Linked DNA regions of Rattus norvegicus: region 1 is linked to region 2. Evidence: chromatin contacts called from public HiChIP or PLAC-seq data. All regions are on one chromosome and are shown on one strand. Each heading gives the region's core, a stretch centred on a gene start, on an enhancer-like site or on the middle of the called end of the contact. The rest is flanking DNA. Distances are from core to core; before and after follow the strand shown. Region 1 holds the start of Caprin1 (cell cycle associated protein 1). Region 2 holds the start of Cat (catalase).

Region 1 (7,036 bases), core at 1,020-3,519, 310 kb before region 2:
CTTTTAGGTCTGTGGAGAAGCTGTCTACTGGAGCGCTTAATGTCTGCTCTCAAAGACATTGGTCAAGTTGTGCTCAATCAATTTGTCAAAACTTTCCAAAATTCTCAACATTTGATTAAAATGCAAATTTCAATAGGTTTGGCTTGGAGGTAAGATAGTGATATGACATTGGTTTATATTTGGAGTTACAAGTAGCTACAAGGATCATAATCCTCTCTAGACAGAATATTTTTTATCATAGTGCTAAATAGTTTACTTAATTCTTAGGTCAACTTTTACTCTTCTCAGCTGACACACAGCTGGCTAGGAAATCTTTTGGTTCCTCTATTACTGTGTAAAATGAATCTGACCCTGGTTACCATTGTCACTGCTCTACAGTTACAATGTACAGTGAGTCCAACTCACTTCACCACGTATTCCTGGTTTGAGCTATAGTACTCTAGGCTGGTTGATTTCAACAGTCCATTCCTTGGTCTCTTGGCTTTTGGTTTTACTTTAGCCTCTCATCTCCAGTACACACTTCTTGACAATTCTTTATATAGCAGTAAGGGTGGTTTTTAAAAATTATTTATTTTGGTTTTTCCAGACATGATTTCTCTTGTGTAATAGCCCTAACTGTCCTGGAACCCACTGGGTAGACCATGCTGGCCTAAGACTCAGAGATCCACCTGCTTCTGCCTCCCCAGAGCTAGGATGTAAGTGATTTAAAACACATTTGATGAAATGAACATTAGCCATGTCACTCAGCAAATATTGAAGCCAGGCCCCTTTATGGCTTTCTTACTGCTTGTTCTAGCCACTGTGAAACCCATTAAGATTGACAGGTCACTCTTGCTCAGTCTGGAATTTAATATGTAGACTAGGCTAGTCTTATGCTAAGAGTTCTGCCTGTCTCTGCCTCTCTGTGCTTGGACTAAAGGCAGGAGCAACCAAGCCACGGATCTTGCTCTCTGGTGTTCTTTTTACCGCCCCCCAACCCCCCCCCCCGCACCCCCAAGCTTTCTTTGCTTCCTCCAGGCTATAAAGTACCCAGGAAGGCTTTCACTGACCACCTTTTTTTTCTTCCTTTGGTTTCCTTGTTATTTTTGTGTTCACCGCCTGATACAAACTCCATGAAAAAAAAATGTTTTGTTCATCATCTCTAGCACTGAAGACTTCCTAGTATGCCATAAGGTGCTCGATAAATATTTAAAAGCACAGATTACAGACTTTATGGTTAACGGGAATATCTCAAGTCCACAGGGTGCTGCTGTTTCTCCAGGCTCCCTCAGGATATACTGGTGCCAGCCAGTATTATTCATTTTAATACCCAGGGAACAGTGACTTTGATAGAATCCTCTTCTAAATTTCCTTTTCATGGAATTTAAATTATAAGTTGGTCATTTATTGTTCTCATACATCATGTTGCTGAATTTTCCACGGATCATATTCCTTTTTGTACCTCTCTCTAGAGCACTCATTTTTTTTTTACTCGTTGTCCACCTCACTTTGATCCCCCCCACCGAAATAATTCTCTTGGATAAAAGTCCCTCCATCCCCACCCCATCTAGCAGTCTTTAAAGTTTTGGGTAAAATTTAAAACACATTGGGGAAAGATAAGTAATTCATGATAGGGCCTACTGGTTACTTATCTCAGAGTTACTCATCTCAGGGTAGGTGAAGACAGTTTTTTAACATAAGTGGGAGTATTTTAGGACATCAAAAAGCCATTAAAGATGCTCCTTCTCCATACATTCTACAGATAATACCTAGGTTATTGTATAATTGTTATGTGGCAAGTTGTCTTTTCTCAGACCTTTGAGGGTGAGTTTGCATGCTTTGCATATAGAAGGAATTCTAGAAGCTGGGATTGCACCACCCACCCCACGCACCCCTTACTTGCAGAAACCTTTGCCCCTCCAACCCCCACTCCCTCCAAATATGGGCTCTACAAGGGGCAGTCCTCAGCCCCGGAGCCTGCTGCTTGACACCTATTGTCCCTGTTTGGATGTCAAGAGATTTCGCCTGAAGGACCCCAGTTTAGATTTCACTCAAAACTCAAGAGTCTGCAGCAGCGGCCTCCGTGGGGTACTTTCCAGATTTTCAAAAGGGGCAGGAACCTGGGGCAGAGGACAAGGCCGGACGGGAGGCACGGTCTGGTGACCTTTTTCGACAGGCATTTACGTAGGGCAGCCCCAACGACTTGAAGGCCCTCGCTCCCTATCCCCCCCGCCCCCCTCGTTTCAGAGCGCAGGCTGGCCAAGTCCCTCCCGCGCCGGCTCTTGTCCCACTAGGAGCAGCTCAGTGCAGCGGGGACAGGGCGAAGCGGTCTGCGCCCACGGAGCGCACGTCTCTGTTCGCAACGCAGCGCTACCCTTGCCCCCCTCGGCTGCCCACTCCAGACGTCCAACGGCTCAGCGCGCGCACGGTGAGCGCCATCCCGGATCAAGGCGCCGAAGGGAAAGAAGGCCGCTGCACCTGGGTGTCCTTTTTACCTTCGGAGCGGTCCGAACGGCTAGAAGGACTCGCTCAAGGCCTCCCCACCCCCACCCCCACCCCGGTCACTCCCAGTGCCCTTCTCTACCCCTGGCCCTGACCTCTGTCCCTGTCGTTCTTGCAAGGCAACGGGTGCCACTTGCCCCGATGGAGACCGTTGCCTTGGCGGTTGGCGGCGGCCGTGCCAGGCCCCGCCCCCGGCGCGAGCTCGGTGCCCCGCGGCGGGCAGGAAGGGGGAGGGGCAGGCTGTCCGGCGCCCCGCTGGCGGGTCGCGCGCGTGCCCGCGTGCCCCTTCCTGCCGGCGGCGCGCGCCGCCCCCTCCCCCCACCGCGCGCGCGCAGCCTCCCGCCCGCTGCGCGTTTTGTCCCGCGTCTCTCCCCGTCCGTCTCCTGACTTGCTGCTCTTGTCCTTCCCTCCCGCTCTTTTCTCCTCTCTTCTCGGTCTAAAGATGCCCTCGGCCACCAGCCACAGCGGAAGCGGCAGCAAATCGTCGGGACCGCCGCCGCCGTCCGGTTCCTCCGGGAGTGAGGCGGCGGCCGGGGCAGCTGCGCCGGCTTCTCAGCATCCGGCAACCGGCACCGGCGCGGTCCAGACCGAGGCCATGAAGCAGATTCTCGGCGTGATCGACAAGAAACTTCGGAACCTTGAGAAGAAAAAGGTGCGAGGAGATAATGGAGAGGGAGGGCTTGTGGCTCCAGCCCTACTCCGGTCTCTGCGGTGGATGGAGCTTCTTGCCCAGAAAACGGGCGCCTCGGGGAGGTGCCTGTCACCTGACCCGAACGCGGCGCTGCCTCTAGGCCTCGGTTACTCACATCAGGCTGTGCGGGCCCTTTCCGCCTTGTGACCGGTTTGCCTGGGTGGTGGGGCCCATTGCTGCATATTCTCTAAAACCAAGGCCCGACTTCTGATGAAGGCCATGGGGAAGAAACTGTGCCCGGCCAGCAGATTGCTTGTGGAGTTGAGCGGCTCTTGCCTTGTAACTGGCGTTTTCCTCTGTTACCTAGGCTGGAGGCTGGTGGAATGGCTCAGTCCCCTCTTCCCTAGAAAAGATGTGAACTAGGTCTGAACTAGGGTTGCAGTTGAGTCAAGTCCTATTTAAGCAGGTCTTCACCTGGGTACCCCCGCCCCCTTCTGATGGGCTCTCTACGTTTTCCTCTTTGTTTCGATTGTCTAGATGCTTGGAACCTCACGCCCAGCCTAGTCACGAGGTAGTTTTTAAAAAATGATTATTATTATATTTTTTTCTTTTTGCAATGACTTTCTTTTAATTTATTATTTTTTACTGCTTCAGCATTCTAAAAGCTCAGGGAGATATCATCGATCCTTCAGAGGTGGATCTAGATTAGACTGGAGACTGCCTCTGAGGCTCTGGGCACATGGAGTGTCTAACATGGCGGCGGCTGCGGGAGAGGGAAGCGCTGTACAGGAGCTGCATTGTGAGCACAAAGCGAAAGCAGAGGGGGAGGGCAGAGACCAGGCAGCAGCCCCGCCTAGCCCCCCCTCTCAAAAAAAGTGGAGCCACACCCACTCCATTTTTGGCTTTAATATTTAGCCATTCTGGGCCATACTGTTAGATTACTTAAATCAGCTTTTTGTTTTATGCGTTTAGTATACGACGGTGTACCAACACTGTTTAGAGGAAGAGTCTAGGTAGAAGTAAATTTCTCCCCTGAATAAGAGAAGTAGTAGAGTAAAAACGGAGGCAATTATACCTGGTACTGTTATTCTAACTTGCCCTTTTACAGTAAATAAAATATAACTTATGCCTGCTGCTCTCTAGGGCATAGTTTTCAATTTTGAAAAATTCCCGTGAAGGAGTTTGTTTAGCTAGTTAGAGGATATTATTGAGATAGGATTATTGGCTAAAAATCTGAGCTATAAGTAGTAAGTTGGGGGAAAAAAAAACAGGATATTTAAATCTTGGTAGTTTGTCTACTGATTTTCCATTTTTGGTGAGTTTGAAACTTTAACTTTTGTTACTTTTCTGCCTCATTGTTGAAGAGTAGCCATTTTACTATAATTTCCCGGACTTTATTTGAAATTGAGAATATTCATTAACAAGATTTCAAGCTTTAGTTATTTTGATAAGATTTTCTTATTAATTGGGAAATGTATTAACATAGTGAAAACATTGTAAGCTACATTCATATATGGAATTTCATGCCAGCATTTTCTGATACTTGCTTTGTGTTTAGTACCCTGTGTGAAATTGAGTTTAACTTGGGTATCTTTAAAATTTCCTAATGCAATAAGCAATATTGTTAGTTTGGCTGTTGCTACAAATGGTTTAATTTTTGGAATTTCTGGGAACTCAGTTTCTTCTAGACTAGGAACCAACATGAGCATTAATGATGTAATATTTGAGGTATATATGTTAGTGGCTGCAAAATCTTCAAATATGTTTTAAAGAATAACATTGAGTAGCAGTCATTGTATTTGTGAGGTGACAGATTGAAGTACTTAAGTATGTTTGAAAACAAGACACAGAAATCTAGGTTATCCCTATGGGGACTTGCACCGTAACTGGCTAACTATAGGTAAGAGTAATGTTATTATCACCTGGGCCATAGTGGTACATTCCTTTAGTCCCAGCGCTCATGTGGATCTCGAGTGTGAGGCCAGCCTGTTTTACAGAGTTCAGGACAGCTAGGAATATACAGAGAAACAGGTTTCAAAAACTGGGAGTGGAGAAATGAACTTACTGTTATAGAGATTGACTCAGATAGTAGTATCTTGTGATGATGTAACAAACAAATGTACATAAAAAGTCTTACATCATTTCTGTTGTCAGTGTTTTGGTTGCTGAAGAACAGTGGAAAGATGAAGTTATAAAGCACAAGCTGAGCTGCTCCCTTACTCGACTCTTGATACCGTATCTTACTGGCTGTTAAAACTACAGTTACTTTTGGAGATGCACTCAAGGCACTGGATTTTGTATTAATATGAGCACATCTGGTTTTTTATTTTTCTATTACTGGATAGTTTGCCCTATAAGATGTTTTCAGTAGGACTGAGCAGTTGTAATGTACCTAAGTAGGATTTACTCAATGAATCAATTTTTTTTTTTTTTTTTTTTTGGTTCTTTTTTTCGAAGCTGGGGACCGAACCCAGGGCCTTGCGCTTCCTAGGTAAGCGCTCTACCACTGAGCTAAATCCCCAGCCCCAATGAATCAGTTTTAATAGTTCTTTAGAAACTCCAGTGCTATGGCCACATTTGATTATCACCTATTCATACTACAGCTGGCTAGACTAAGAAGGCATCCTAACAAAAGTTACTGGTAATGTAGTATCACTGTAAGGTAGAGACCCAATACAATTGTATTTCATTTAAGAACACAGTTTTTGGGGCTGGGGATTTAGCTCAGTGGTAGAGCGCTTACCTAGGAAGCGCAAGGCCCTGGGTTCGGTCCCCAGCTCCGAAAAAAAGAACCAAAAAAAAAAAAAAAAAAAAAAAGAACACAGTTTTTTATTCATTTCCCATTGGTGGGGGGTCATAGAGTGTTCCAATATCCTGCATCAGAAGTATATGAAATTCTGCCTAATAAATGGCTTGGTTGTTTTTTTGACTTTTAGGCTATAGAAAATCACATGTAAATGTTAAAGTCTTAGCCACTAGAATACAAATAATACTGGGTTTAAATAATACCTAGTTTTCTTTCAGCAGTTCTCAGGACTTTAGGCTATATAAAATATTTGGAAAAAGTCTGAATTTTAAGAGATACTCATTTTATAGCGTAAGATTAATCAGTTTTGATGTAAAGGATGTTTTTAATAGATGGCATTTAAAATGACTGGCAACTCTACTAGGTGAAAGGTTGGCTAGTGTTCTCTTAGTTTTAAAAAAGCTTAGCTGAAACTCAAACTGATTGAGAAATGTATGTTTTTACCCAGTCCCTAAAACAGTGGCTCTCAGCCTGTGGGTTACAACCTCACTAGAGGGCGGGTTGGGTCACCTAAGACTACTGGAAAATACAGATATTTATATTACAATTATTAAGTAGTAACACAAATAATTTTGTGAGAGTCACTACAGCATAAGGAACATATTAAAAGATTATAACATTAGGGAAGTTGAGAACCACTGCTAAAGGATATGCACTTTATGTCTTTATATTATTTATTAAATAGGCTAACCTTTCTAGACCTGCAGTGTGTCTCTTAGAATTTTCGATGCAACTGTTGTACAGGGCTTGTGTTACATGTTTTAATACTCATTCTTTAAACTATTTAGTAGATAAAGTTTTCTCTTGTGCTAATGTAGGGTTTTTTGTTTTGACATTTCAGGTTTTGGGTGAGTTAGCTTCTTAATTAGTTTTGTAAGATCCATTCATTCCCAATGCAGAGTCTAAAGTTACTTGGTTTTATATTCTTGTCTTAGAAAAAACCATGATGATGCTTAATTTAAGAGCAAGGTTGTATTTTGTTTTTTTGAGTGTCTCTGTGCAGCTCTGGTCATCCTGGAATTGGCTATGTAGGCAAGCCTGGTCTGGAGCTCACAGCTCACTCCTCCTGCCTTCTGAGTGCTGGCTTAAAAGGAGTGCCACTACACAAAGTTACTTTG
Region 2 (7,011 bases), core at 1,148-3,647:
CGAACTCAGGGCTTGGAATTACCTTGAGGAATCGGGGATCAGGTTTCAACTACTTGAAGCGATAGGGGATATTTATAGTTGTCTCCACTTAAACTGTGATTGGTTTGCAATCCTGAAAAGGATGGGTAGGCATTCTGCTTAGGTAGCCAGTATAAATTCATCGCCGCTGTTGTGAGCACACAACACCTTATTTTAAAACGCAAGACAGGACAAGATCAGAGCCTGCCTGGTTTCTCCGTTCTTTTTGTTCCCGTGGAAATAACTCTTTAGGAATCTAAGGCAACAGTAACAGAAACGGGGAAGAAAGAAAGAGCCCCAAGTCAGACAAGACTCGTCCACACAAAGAAGGAAGGAGAGCACATGACTGGGGCTTCTGTTTGCCTTGCTCAGGTGTATTCTAGCTACGGAGGAAAAGGTCTGCTCTGCTCCTCTCAACACTGACCTGCTAGACAAGCAGCAGGCTCTGGCCATGAGTGGATAGGACTGGAGTTTTGATTGTGTCTGTCTGTAATTGTGCGACTTTGAGCGAGTTCTTTATTTACTGTCCTATACCTCAGCTTCCCGGGCCGCTTAACAATCGCAGTATCAGTATATAACTTACAGTGTTGCTGGGTCAACTAAGCAAATATGGTAAAAAAACACCCTGATAGTCGAACAGTCCCTGGCATACAGGAAGTACTCACGGAGTTCTAACTTAAAATTGGTGTTACACTTAATTACTGAATTAACTGTGTGTGTGTGTGTGTGTGTGCGTGTGTGTGTGTGTGTGCGTGTGTGTGTGTGTGTGCGTGTGTGTGTGTGTGTGCGTGTGTGTGTGTGTGGGGGGGCAAGCTTTTCGGAGTCAGTTTTCTCCACCACGTGGGACCTGGGTATTAAATTCAGGTTGTCAGGCTTGGCACAGAGTTCTCCTATCCACTGAGCCATCTTGCTAGCTCCATATTTTCTTATTTTTATTTATGTTTTCTTTTTGTGGTGCGGCTCCACATATGCTAAGTGAATACTTTACCACTGAGTCAAACAAGACACGTCCAGCCATGTGCATGAACGTGTGTGTGTGTGTGTGTGTGTGTGTGTGTGTGTGTGTGTGTGTGTGTGAAGACATTTGATAGTTGGTACTTTTCTTCTACCTCATGGGTCCTGAGGATTAAACTTTGTTTGGGTCCTAGGTCTCAGGCAGTAAGTGACTTTCTCCACTGATCCATTTTGCTGGTCCCATGGGATTTTAGACATGACTGTCACTGCCTTTATGGGCTTCACATTCTAGGGACAGTGTAGATGTAGATTAGCAAAAGACACCAAAACAAATGGCCCAATGAATGAAATTTTACAATTGTGTTAAGAACAATGTAGAAAAAAATAACATTGATTAGATGAATTTGTGACTGTTTTCCCAAGGGATTGCAAAACTTACAATTTTACCAATCTCTGTTACCACATCTTTGTCAAATCAAGAACAAGTTTTGGAGTGTCCTCAGTCACGTGCCCACAGCCCATAATCAAGGTGAAAGTTGAGAAGGTTTATTTTGAAAATGACAGCATCAAGGTGTTTAAAGATAATTTCTAGCAACTGATAGAAAATCTTTAACCTATTGATTAAAATGAAAAATAAGCGACAAAGTCACCAAATATTTACAAACATTAGTAAATGTTTTACTTTCTAGCTTTTTTTATTTTTTTGAATCGGAGTTTCATATCCCAGTCTGGTCTCAAAGGAGCCATGAAGCTGAAGATGACCTTTGATTTCTGAACCTTAGCTTCTACCTCCGGAGGGCTGGGAGTAACGGCCTGCGCCACCGCACAGTTTATATGGTCCTGGCGACTAAACTCGGGGCTTTCTGCATGCTAGACACTCAACCTTCCGAGCCACATCCTCAGACCCTTCACAGATCCCCCTCTCCCCAAAGACAAAGAGCTTTCTATTATTCTCCAGTGTCAGGGGAGAAAATGGAGGAGTCTGTTACTGCAGTTAATACAGGCCACTTTGGCACAGTGGGCCAAGTGACAAGTCAGATTTCCCCTCTCACAGAGGAGGAAATCCGTACAGATCTGTAGGAAGATTAAACAGTTCCTGAGCGTTTTTACAATAAATTATTGGTATACAGCTTGGTAAATGATAATCTGAGTGAGAGAAGTTAGAAAAAGAACTACCCACCAATTAGTACCAAATAAATAAGCAAAGTGAGAAAACGTTGCACAGAGGAATTGGTCCCCGAACTGTGACTCTCAGAGGTCAGAGAGCACCGCCTTTCGGTCCCCACCCATCTCCCCAGCCTCTTCCCATCCCGGGGTCCACCTCCCGGAGCCCACTGCTCGCCCCACCCTCCTTCCAATCCTGTCCCTTCTAGAGTTTCAGTGGCCAATCAGGAGGCGGCCGTCCCGAGAGGTGGGGGGTGGTGCTGATTGGCAGAGCCTGAAGTCACCACTCCAGCGGGCCTGACTGACGCGATTGCCTACCCCGGGTGGAGACCGTGCTCGTCCGGCCCTCTTGCCTCACGTTCTGCAGCTCTGCAGCTCCGCAATCCTACACCATGGCGGACAGCCGGGACCCAGCCAGCGACCAGATGAAGCAGTGGAAGGAGCAGCGGGCCCCTCAGGTATCCAGTGTTCCTCAGAGCCTCACGAGAACTTGGGAGGCGGCGAGTAACGGCGCGGGTTCCCCCTGGGTAGCCTGTGCTGGGGCTGCACCACTGGCTGCACTCGGGTGGCTGCTTTTTGTCCCACGGACCGTTCCATTCTGCGGAGAGGGGATGGGGCTGCAGGCCTGCAGGACTTGTCGCTAGCAGCAGGGGCCGGGTGGATGGCTCCGAGTTTGGCATTTGTGCCAGCTGGGACATAGGTCACAGCTTGAGGGAGACGTGGAGCCGCCTGGGTAAAGAGGCAGAGAGCTGTGAGCCAGGAAGTTGGAGCCAGCTCCTGCTTTATGTTTGTGAAATCTTAGATCTGTACGCATTGCTGTTGGGGAAGTACACGAGCCTGTGCCTTCAGCATCATTCATGGCGACAGGCAGAACTCACAACATTCAACGATTAAATAAAAGCATTTTTACAACCATTATTTCATTTCCACTGAGGGGAGCGTCAGACCTGATATTTTAGAACTGGCAATGACTTTAGACAGTAATCATCGGTTTGATTCACAGAACTTTGAGTGCCTGTATGTGCCGTTTGGGCTGGACGAGGTATACACATATTCCTGTGAGATAAGACCACACCCTGGTGAAGTTTAGAGTCAACACTGAGAGGCAAGATGTGTAAACAGATGATTACCATTTAGATCCAATTGCAGACTAGCTGTGGAGTGTAGATGAATGCCGGGGTTTGGCTGCAAGACATCCCAAGCAGATGACACTGTAACAGTGTCCTCAAAGATAGTGGGGATTTCAGCAGACTTGGCAGGGATGTTCCTGGCCCCGGGCATCTTAGAAAAGTTGGAGCAAATGATCCTGCACGGTACCATGGCTTCTGGTTAATAGGGCAGGGGTTGGGGTGGGTGTGAGGGAGACTTTCCCCCTTGCTCTTTCTTCCTTAAAACCCTGCTCGTGTGGGTGAACTGGGAGATCAGTGTTTAGTGTTCATGGACCGAGTTTGAAATGATTTCAAATGCTGAAATTCTTCTCTAAGCTCTTGGCCCCGTTGCCCTTCATTATTTACAGCTAGGTCTGTTAAGTTCTTCAAGTGACCCAGAGAGGCATAGAGTCGTAATCAAGGACATACAGCTAGTTAGTGGTAGAGTCAAGATTAGAACTGAGCTCCTCAGAGCCAGGACCTGTTGGGTACCCAGTAGTTGCTGAAGCCTGCTGCATGCTGGCTGGCTGTCACAAATATTTGTGAACTGAGTAACACTTGGGCCGAGTAGTGAGATTTTTAGAAAACAAAATACACGTGTTCTTAAAGGTGTCCCGTTTATTTTGAGACCAGCTTGTCCTTCTTCCATACCATTTCCCTGCTCCCTGTATGTCACCTATTGCTGGTGATGCCGATGTTTCTTCCTCAATTCATGCTACTCTGTATAAACATTTCTAGGAAGAGAATCCCCCTTCTGGAAGGAAATTCTCATGTGTTACGTAGCCTAGATAAGCTGAAATACTTGATTATGAAAAATGTCAAGAATTCACAAACACTGAAAAGAACTGCTGTACACACTTGTTCCACTTTCTGCAGTGTACAATTACCTCTTTTATAAGATTATCCATCTCCCTATCCCTGATTTTTTTTTTAAGTGTATCTCTTCAACAGTATACTTTATACCTGAACACTTCAGGGATGTGAATGGAGAGTACAGTGCACATGTGCAGGGTACAGTAATAGTTACATATAGTGAAACATGTAGATTTATGCGTTCTGCTCAACAAGGTTTAATACACACATAGACAATGGCATCCTAAGCCCCTATCAAGATATCTGAGGCCATACTGAGGAGATGGCTCAATGGTAAGGGACTTTCTGTTAAAGTGGGAGGGTATGAGTTTGAATCTCCACAATCCATGTAAACCCTGCCATGGTAACGTGTGCCTTGGAGTCCCAGTGTTCCTTTATGGGAACAGGCCAGCTCAGCTGGTGTACACAGTAGAAAGACCCCATAGACAGAGTGGAAGGTGAGGGCTGACACCTGAGGGTGCTCTGTGACACACACACACACACACACACTTCAGTGTTTCCACCGGAAATCATTGTTCTTAATGTTTTAACCCTTGATTTATGGGTTTTAGTTCAAAGCTCTTTCTGTTGTTGTTGAGTAAAAATGCTTTCCAGCTAGTCACTGTGCTGTGTGTCAGCAGTGAGGGCTTCTCCACACTTGAATGTAGGACTTGGTGATGAGGTTAGACCACTGTTTGTATCATTGCTGGGCACCTGGATTCCAAGTTTGGATTATTATGAATAAAGTTGATATGAAAACTTTTACAAATTTATTTAATTTTTAAAAAAATGTTGTAATTATATTTATGTACAGAAAACTTAGTGTACATTTAACTCAGTTTAGTGGCGAGTTCTTTAGCCTTTGCCTTTTCCAGATTGGCAATATGAGCCACAGACTTAGGACCCAGGACATTGCCTCCCCAGTGACAGCGGATCTCGTCATATCTGTCATTGTAATTGGTCCTAATAGCTTCCACCAGCTTAGCCAGAGCACCCTTGTCTTCCAAGTTCACCTGTGTGAAGGCAACAGTGGTGCACGTCTTCCTGTGGACCAGGCGCCCCAGCCTGGCCTTCCCCTTGATGATGCAGTAGGGCACCCCCATCTTTCGACAAAGGGCAGGCAGGAAAACCACCAGCTCAATGGGGTCTACGTCATCGGCAATCACCACCAGCTGAGCCTTCTTGTTTTCCACCAAGGTGGTGCCTGTATTGACCCCTGCTCGGAGGACAGGTGGTCTCTTAGTTGGGACGTCCCCTTTGCCAACAGCTTTCTTCTCAGCGTGGGCCAGCAGCCTCTGCTTCTTCTCCTGCTTTGTCTCTGGCCTGTACTTGTGGGCAAGCTTAAGCAGCTGAGTCGCTGTTTGCCTGCCCAGGGCCTGGGTGATCTGGTTGATGGCAGGAGGTACTTTGAGCCGCTTATAGAGGATGGCTCTGCCACTGCAGCCTGATGTAGCGGGACCATTTGACGAAGCATGTGAGATCTCTTTTGGGCTGGATGTCCTGCCCAATGCCGCAGTTCTTGGGCCTTTTCTCAAACAAAGGATTGACCACCCTTTTTGGCCTCCTGTTTCTTGATGACGTTGGGGGCTGGGGTCACGTTCTTCCCCTTGGCTTTCTTTCCTTTGGGCATCTTGCTTGACTGGAGGAGAGCTATTTATTTATTTTTTAAAGATTTATTTATTATATATAAGTACACTGTAGCTGCTTCAGACACATCAGAAGAGGGCGGCCTTGGATCCCATTACAGATGGTTGTGAGCCACCATGTGGCTGCTGGAAATTGAACTCAGGACCTCTGGAAGAGCAGTCAGTGCTCTTAACCGCTGAGCAATCTCTCCAGCCTGATATGAAAGAAAACTCTTATACCAGTCATTTTCTGCACCCACATTTTGATTTTCCTAGCTTTCTAGCTGGATGTGCTGGCACACACCTCTAGTCCTAAGGATGAGGAAGATGGACACCAGTTTGAAGTCAGCCTGAGGTTCATGGCAAGACTCCTGTCCTAATAAATAAGACAAAACCCCAAACTACTGGGATTGTAGGATTTACTGGGTTATAGGGCCAGTGACTGTTTTAGGAGCAAACTTCGTAGTCGTCTTCCAGAGTGGCTGAACCATTTTACACGTCCACCAATGTGGAAGCTCCGGGTGCCCCGCTTCCTGTCAGCTTTGGTCTTGGCAGACCTTAGTCAGTCATTGCTCTCTGCGGTTTTAATCTGCTCTGCAGTAATGGACCGGAGATGTTGAGCATCCTCTCAGATGCCTGCTGAGTATCAGCCCCAGTGTAACCTGTTGGTGTTTCTTTCGTCCTTTTCTGAACTTGCCTTGTTTGTCTTTCGCCATTGATTCATGACCCTTATTTTACATTCTGTCCTGTGCGGGCTAAACGCTGTAATCACAGTGTCCAACATACAAGACGGCACAAGCACGTCAGGAATTTCTTCCTTTTCTGTATGGGTCAGAGTTGTTTGAGGGTGAAAGAGACAGGCGTGTTTTGTCACCGAGGGCCTCAGCTGAAGGAAGCTCCTGGCTGATTAGCACAAGGTTCTAAGTACTTGAAGCAGGGGGCTGGCTCAGTAGTTAAGAGCACTTGCTTCTCTGACACAGGACCTGGGTTACCAGCACCCACGTGGTGGCTCAAAATGGCCTGTAATTCCAGTCACAGGGATCTGACACTCGATTCTGGCCTCTGAGGACACTGTACCTCTCATAGTGCCTATACACCCATGTAGACAAGACAGTAACCCACACATAAAAATAAGTATTTCTAGGTAAGTAACAATCCCTCTAAAGTACTTAAGGCATCAGTGTTCAGCCACAGAAATGTTAAGTGTATGGAAAAGGTATTTGGGAAGATTTGGGATCAGGTTCACTTCC

The links. HiChIP or PLAC-seq counts read pairs in DNA pulled down with a chosen protein or histone mark.
Region 1: an H3K27ac HiChIP or PLAC-seq map of oligodendrocytes shows a contact between it and region 2, with 3 times the contacts expected there. The contact joins the promoter of Caprin1 here to the promoter of Cat in region 2. A contact is called at or near these places in 1 of 12 Hi-C or Micro-C datasets (prefrontal cortex) and 1 of 1 datasets of contacts at active chromatin or transcription factors (oligodendrocytes).

Annotation. Positions count from the first base shown.
Region 1 is chr3:110,636,291-110,643,326 of GRCr8, reverse strand. It overlaps Caprin1 (cell cycle associated protein 1), which reads left to right and starts at 2,269. Exons shown (of 19, transcript NM_001012185.3): 1 at 2,269-2,407; 2 at 2,924-3,133. The coding sequence starts at 2,924. It overlaps LOC120101611 (a long non-coding RNA gene), which reads right to left and starts at 5,629. Exons shown (of 2, transcript XR_005502309.2): 1 at 5,035-5,629; 2 at 2,917-3,515. LOC134486415 (a long non-coding RNA gene) reads right to left here and starts at 964. Exons shown (of 2, transcript XR_010065276.1): 1 at 1-964.
Region 2 is chr3:110,324,912-110,331,922 of GRCr8, reverse strand. Cat (catalase) reads left to right here and starts at 2,397. Exons shown (of 13, transcript NM_012520.2): 1 at 2,397-2,594. The coding sequence starts at 2,529. LOC120101609 (a long non-coding RNA gene) reads right to left here and starts at 612. Exons shown (of 3, transcript XR_010064862.1): 1 at 1-612. It also overlaps the pseudogene LOC134486130.